2 separate regions of the Mus musculus genome follow, and region 1 is linked to region 2. A link is a contact called in public Hi-C data. All regions are on one chromosome and are shown on one strand. Each heading gives the region's core, a stretch centred on a gene start, on an enhancer-like site or on the middle of the called end of the contact. The rest is flanking DNA. Distances are from core to core; before and after follow the strand shown.

Region 1 (3,095 bases), core at 189-2,688, 74 kb after region 2:
TGTAGTCCTTTGTAGTTTGTGTCCAGCGATGTCATTGCTAAAATTGCCTGAGACAGTATCCTAGCCATTCACCTAACAGATTATCATAGCCTGGGTGACTGAAACAGCTGAGATGATTCATCCTTGTCCTGGCTGCTGGCAGTCTGAGGACCAGGTATCAGCGTGGGCAGGGTCTGCGAATGGGTCCTTGTGTTGGTTGCTTGTCTCAGGACTTAGAGAAGCAGGGGCATAATTTGGCTCATGGTTTGAAGGGATACAGTCTGTCCTGACCGCGAGGGCATGGCAGAGTTCATGGTGGTAGGAACTTGAGGTCGGGACTCCTCATGTCTCAGCAGAACAGGAGTCAGGGAGAGAGGATAGGATAGCATTGGTCTGCCTTTCTTCTTTTTAAAATTTTGTTATTCAGTCAGTCCAATGCCCAGCTTATGGAACATCATCACGAGTCTTCCCTCCCCAGTTAGCCCTGCCTGGAAATGTCCCCCTCCACGCAGAGGTGTGCCTCTTAGATGACTCTGAATCCAGAACAGTTGGCCGTGAAGGTTACACTCACAGCATTCTTCCCAGTTCATAGATGACAGCTTTCTCACCGTGTTCTCCCATGCTAGAAAGCTAAGAATGGAGGCAAGCTCTTGGGCTCCCAAGTGTCACCAGGGTCTCACAGTGTCACCCAGGGCTCCCCACTCCAAGTGCCATCGCACTGAGTATTAGGGTTTCGACAGGCATGGCAGGGTGGGCACAGCATCCAGACTGTAGAGGCTGTTGTTACACTTGGGGGAATGTATACATCTCAGATGACATACCTGCTGACATAGGGTTTTCTCTTCAATTTCCAGGTAGTGGGGATCCTTGTGGGATTAGGTGTCATTGCCTTGGTGACCTCACCCTTGCTGCTCCTGGCCTCTCCCTGTATAATCTGCTGTGTCTGCAAGTCCTGTCGCGGCAAGAAGAAAAAGCATGATCCATCCACAACCTAAAGTCACCTGCGCAGACATCCGGGTCACATGAGACAGCACATTGGTAAAAGCCCCACTTAGCAGCCTTGCCTCCTTCTCCTTGCCAAACTTTGGAAGTGCCTCTGCCCAGACTTTGAACCTACCTGAAAGCATTCGGTGTTGGAAAAGGCCACGCACCGGGGCATGAGTGTGCCTGTGTATCAAGAAGCAGCCCCACAGTCCGGACTGTGTCTGTGGAGCAGGTTGGGAACTTTGCTTTAGCCTGGGAGACTCTAAAACATCACCATCTTACCCTCCAAAGGATCCCACCAGGCTGCTCATCTTCCATCCAAACCAAGGAGCCTGGGTGAATACTCACTGTAGTCATGGCGGTATTGCCGCACTTGGCAGCATTGCAAACTGAGCAAACGTCTGTGTTGGTTCCACTGCCACAAGACACATGGCAGAGGCCCAGAGCCGGAGGGAAGGATGATACTGCATAATAACACGTTCTGTGAGCAGTGGAGCCGCTGCTTATCTCAGGAGCTGACACACTGACTGGCATGCCTATGCTGGCTACCGCGTGTGCACTTCTTAGCGTTTCCACAGTGACTTGGCAGAAACATAGCAGCTCTCTCCCCGTGTGATCTCATCTCCAGGCAGGAGAAACTGCCGTTCAGAGGGAGTTGTCCCTTCCCAGGAAGAGGTTGTAACTTGTAAGGCAACATGGCCTCATTCAGTGTCTGTTGTTTGGCAGATGTTATTCTTCTAAGGTGAACCAGTGTTCACCGCTCACAGTCAGCCAGCAGCTGTGGTCTCTAAAAAGCGTTTTCTACGGGATGAAAGGGGAAAGCTCCAAAGCTTTCCTTGTAGACAGCAGGGTCCTTTCTTGGGCTCTGTGGTCATATTCCCAACAGATCAGGAGTTGGACCAGACAGTGTGCATCAACAGTAGACACTGTAGTCCATTCACACATATAGAGCCCATGTGACTCCAGCTGGGCACATGTGTAGATATTTAATGGATAACACAAAATAAGATTATTTTAAAAGACCTTTTCCCTTTCTAGGACTAAAATGATATATTTATCAGCATAAGAGGGGTTTTTTTTTGGGGGGGGTTGGTTTTATTTACTTAGTACACATGTGAATTTTTGTTATAAAGTTCCTAACTTACTCAAGAGGGTAGACTCAAAAGTCTTTTACAACAACCCCTAGTGCGGTTTTATGCCTCTGTAAAGTGATATTCAGGTTATTTACATACTTTCAGACACAATGTAGAGCAGCTCTTCACTCAGCCTAATTTAGTCTTGGTCTCCCAGGAGCTGTCCAGACAATCTGAGTACTTTCTGTGCTCTCAAGAATTTCGTGTGACAACAAGCAATCGGATGGAAACAGTTCAGGTGTCTTCAGTTGCTGGGATTTGTGTCACCTCAGTGTGATACATCCTGCCTGTTATACAATTAATCAGCAAATAGGTTTTGAAAAGATGAGCATATTTTTCCTCTAGCAGTATACAGTTGCCATTAGCAAAGCAGCCCGGTGCTTCATAAGAACTGTGTGTGTTCCACGTTAACAGAGACCTCTCCTGGAAGCCGGGGAGAGTATTCAGGGCCTGTTCTGTTTCCCCCGGTAACTAGGTGACTAGATTGTTAAACTGCTGCTATTTTAGATCTGTTATCAAAGACCTGTTATCATCAGCCTTGCCTCTGCAGTGCAATGTATCCCTAAGTGGAGATGTCTATATGCAAGGGATCACATGTGCGGTGGAATGTATCCTAAGTGGGCATGTATGTATTCAGGGGATCACATGTGCGGTGGAATGTATCCTAAGTGGGCATGTATATATTCAGGGGATCACATGTGTACATTAGCATCTGATGTCTGTACAGAACATTCCCTGGCCACGTGCTTTTTTTAGTCACAGTTTGTATAAAACATAGAACTCTAGAAAACTTCTGAATGGCAACCAGCCCAAATCCTTTCAATCATTTATTAGAAAATCTTCCATATAAAGTGGCTCCGTCTTCTGGTGAATGTCTTCAGTTACAGCAGGAAAAACAAACCTCTCTTTTGAAAGGGTATTTCATATTAGTCTGAATATAAATGACATCTGAGTGGCGGACCTGCACACATAGTCACCTTCCTCCCTTGAGGCGAGGGG
Region 2 (3,315 bases), core at 642-3,141:
GTTCAATAAAACACACAGCTTCCCTTCCTTCAAGTCTCCTTCCCTACCCAACCCTAGCCACTTCCCAGTGTCCTCTTGCCCCAACATGCACCCACAACCAGTCTTCTTCAGTTTCTAGCCTACCAAAGCCACTTGGGAGAGATTGTTGGCTTGCCTACTGCTCTCCCCATTTATATAGTGTTATCTGTCAATGCAGTTCTTTCTGCCACTATGGAAAGTGGTATTCTGTGTCCATGACAGTAGGGGTTAAGTGATTATATGAAATAATATAGGTTGGAGCCCAGCACTTGGTAGAGATAGAACAATCATTAGCTTGCCTACTCGCTCGCTCGCACTCTCTCTCTCTCCTTTCTTTCCTAACTTACTCCCTCCCTTTCTTACTTCTTTCTTCAAAACAGGGTTTCACTATGTAGCTGAACTCACTCTGTAGACCAGGTTCTCCTGGAACTCACAGAGATCTACCTGCCCCTGCCTCCCAAGTGCCTGGATTATGGGCATGTGCCACTAAAATTTTTCTGGTGCTTGCTTTTCAGACAGCCAGTAGCATCGCAGACCCTTAAACTTCTGCTCCCTCTCAAGGTTATAGAGCTATGATAGGCTAGGGTAAGATAGTGGACCTCTATCTTCCCTGGGGTGGGGGTTGAATTCATATTTCAGGTAAAGGATGGTTTAAGAGGCAATGTATACTCACCTTTGTGCCTCAGTTTCCTTGTCTACAAAGTTAGCATTTCATGTGATTCCTGTTTAGCATATTGTTGCAAACCTTAAATTATTTATTCTACTAGTTGCTCATACAAATGCTTGCCTGGCATATAGTGCTGAGTGGCTGTCTGCAGTATTTAAATACGGGGGAAATACTTTGCTATATTAGTTGCAAGCGTGGGGTTATAGGGGCTCAGCGGTAAAGCATTGGGTTTTATTGATGTGCAGTATTAGGCAAGACATCCTTCCCTTTAAGCTTAGATTCTCCAAGACAGGCGTGGGGAGCTCTGAATTGGGGGGTGTGGTGAGAACACCCGCCAGCCTTTCCAAGGATCAGTTTCTGAGTCAACAAGGTAAGACATGCACAGTTCACAAACATCAGATGAGAGTCACCTGGGGCATTTGCTCAACGCATGTGCTTGCCGTGGACCTTGCCCCAGACCTAAACCTCAATCTCCCCAGAGGGAGGGATGTTAGAATCTCAATGCCTAACAACCCAGAAAGATACCACCACCTGGAGACAATAAGCATCAAAACACCCAGGAAGCTCCAGAAACCATTCTGCCTGAATCTCAACTACTGACATTTTGATCCTGTTGGTATTGGGAGCTAGGGGCACACATAAGGACTCTTCCCACTCACACTTCCTCCTAGTCTTAGAGATGCTCCTAATGTGGGCCAGGATTGTAAACCACTAAAGTAGAAAGCCAGACTTACAGCTCGTCTCAAAATCGACTGGGGTGTGTGCTTAAAGTGCTAATGTATAAGCCCAGCTGCAGCCTGCTAAGTCAGCCCCCCCCCCCTCCAGCCCCCAGGAGTCGCCCAGGGTTGGGGTACAACAATTGATGCCCCAGAATTTGCCTTCAAAGAAGACTTTCCTTGTAATGCTCCTGCTTGCAGGGCTTTGTGAATCGTCAGTTTCCCCCTTTCCTGAGCATTGCTGACCCAGTAACACCAGATCCAGAGTTCTTCCCATTCTGAGCACATCAGTTAGAAACGTGCTCATTCCTGGGCTGTAGGTAAAGCTCTGCCTTGCTTTCTCCTGATGGGTGTAGTTTTCAGGCAGTTGTCTTGTTTGTAATAGGCTTTGAATCTCTCCGTGTGAGTTTTTGCATGCTGCACAAATGCAGGAGGTCAGATGATGAAATCAGGTAAACAAGCTGGGGACACAGACGACAGTCCAAGCCAGTTGTACTCCAGCACAGGGTGGCTGAGCTCACTGGGCTGTTTGTTAAACCCACTGCTGAAGCCACCATGGGCCAGTAGTCGGTTTATTTCTAGGATGCAGGCAGATGCAGCCAGAGCCTGATTTGTTGTACAGTCATGTGGTCGGCTTCTCCTAGGACCAGATTCAGAGACAACTTAACAGTAAGCTCTGCTTCTCACGCTTGCCCTGTGGCTGGCCTAGACTAAGGCTACTTAATGTGTGGGTCTCATGGAGCCCCAGCAACGGATCCCTCGCTAGAATGTACATTCTCAGGCCTCACCCGATCCGGCTCAGCCTGTTGGGTTTGCCCGACAGGCTGGCATCCTGTTTTGTTGTATTGTATCCACTCACTTCTGCCAGGATGAGTCAGCACCCCTAAGTCCCAGTAACTTTAAGATACCGAGAGAGCAATTACTCAGCCTGGGAGGTTCAGGGTTGACTCTGGACAGAGGTGAGTCTATAAGAGAATGTTTCTGAACTGGTGGCCAGTTGGCGTCAGTAACTTTCTTGTCTGGTGTCCCCTATAGTTTCAGGCCTATGAAGCTACCACATATTCCAGCAGATAACGCCACTGGGGCTTATTTCAGTTCTGCCACGTGCACATCAGCAGACTCACCAGTGGCATCAGCCTATGCTTACAGCCACCTCTGGGGATATCGCAAATGGTGAAGAAAAGAGACTCCTTGAGATTCTATGTGGGAACCAAGCATAGTGGTCGCATGCCTGCAACCCCAGAACTTGGACATGCTTAGCTCCAAAGTGAGGTGAAAGACAGCTTGGGGCTACATGAGACTCTTGTCTCAAAACACAAACACACAGACAGCAATTTTATGGAGTATAATTACTATGGAGGGTAACTTTTATTTTTTAAAAAACCTTATTTTTAATGATGGTTCTTAAAGCTTTAACCTCCCTTGTAGCCCACCACCCACCAGAGGTAGTGGAAAATAAAGAATATGGGAGTTGGGGGTTGGGGGAAGAACTGGACCTGTTTAGAAAGGTTCTTTGGAGCAACCCCCACCTATGTTGTCTGGAAATCGGCAGTTCAGTTCAAAGGTCAGCAGCCGCAGCTCAACCCACTTGCAAACACTCACAGATACACCAGCAGTCCAGTTCAGTAGAATTGGGATAGCAAATCAGCAGCCGTGACGTGACCTAGCAGAGACAGCCAGGCCTCAGCCTCTGCTCAAGTCAGCAGCAGGGACCCGGAGGAACACCAGGAGAAGTTCTCAGCTGTGTCTCTCTCAGGGAAGCAAAGATCAGTGAAGATGAGAGACCCACAAGTGTTGCACAGCTAGCGGTACCAGCAAGCCTAGCTCTGTCTATCACGCCTTGGAGTCCTATTTATACCCTCCAAACATCACGTGTCCTCCACGTGCCTTGCCTCAGCATGTGCATCCAATGAG

What was found. Hi-C and Micro-C count contacts between places; a contact is called where the count stands out from the background.
Region 1: a Hi-C map of liver shows a contact between it and region 2, with 2.0 times the contacts expected there. The contact joins two enhancer-like sites. A contact is called at or near these places in 13 of 484 Hi-C or Micro-C datasets (the Patski cell line, bone marrow-derived macrophages, cerebral cortex and 6 more) and 4 of 115 datasets of contacts at active chromatin or transcription factors (bone marrow-derived macrophages, embryonic basal ganglia, hepatocytes and 1 more).

What each region holds. Positions count from the first base shown.
Region 1 is chr13:47,243,528-47,246,622 of GRCm38.p6, forward strand. Rnf144b (ring finger protein 144B) reads left to right here. Exons shown (of 8, transcript NM_001170643.1): 8 at 834-3,095. The coding sequence ends at 974. Among named protein-coding and RNA genes, the nearest start is that of Gm52039, 7.5 kb to the left of the region's middle. Within about 2 kb of position 1,439, at least 61 of the 459 cell types and tissues checked have an H3K27ac peak or open chromatin away from gene starts, as enhancers often do. A contact at or near this core is called in hepatocytes and liver, where this site is marked.
Region 2 is chr13:47,169,125-47,172,439 of GRCm38.p6, forward strand. It overlaps a transcript of Rnf144b not described here. Among named protein-coding and RNA genes, the nearest start is that of A930002C04Rik, 22 kb to the left of the region's middle. Within about 2 kb of position 1,892, at least 49 of the 459 cell types and tissues checked have an H3K27ac peak or open chromatin away from gene starts, as enhancers often do. A contact at or near this core is called in hepatocytes and liver, where this site is marked.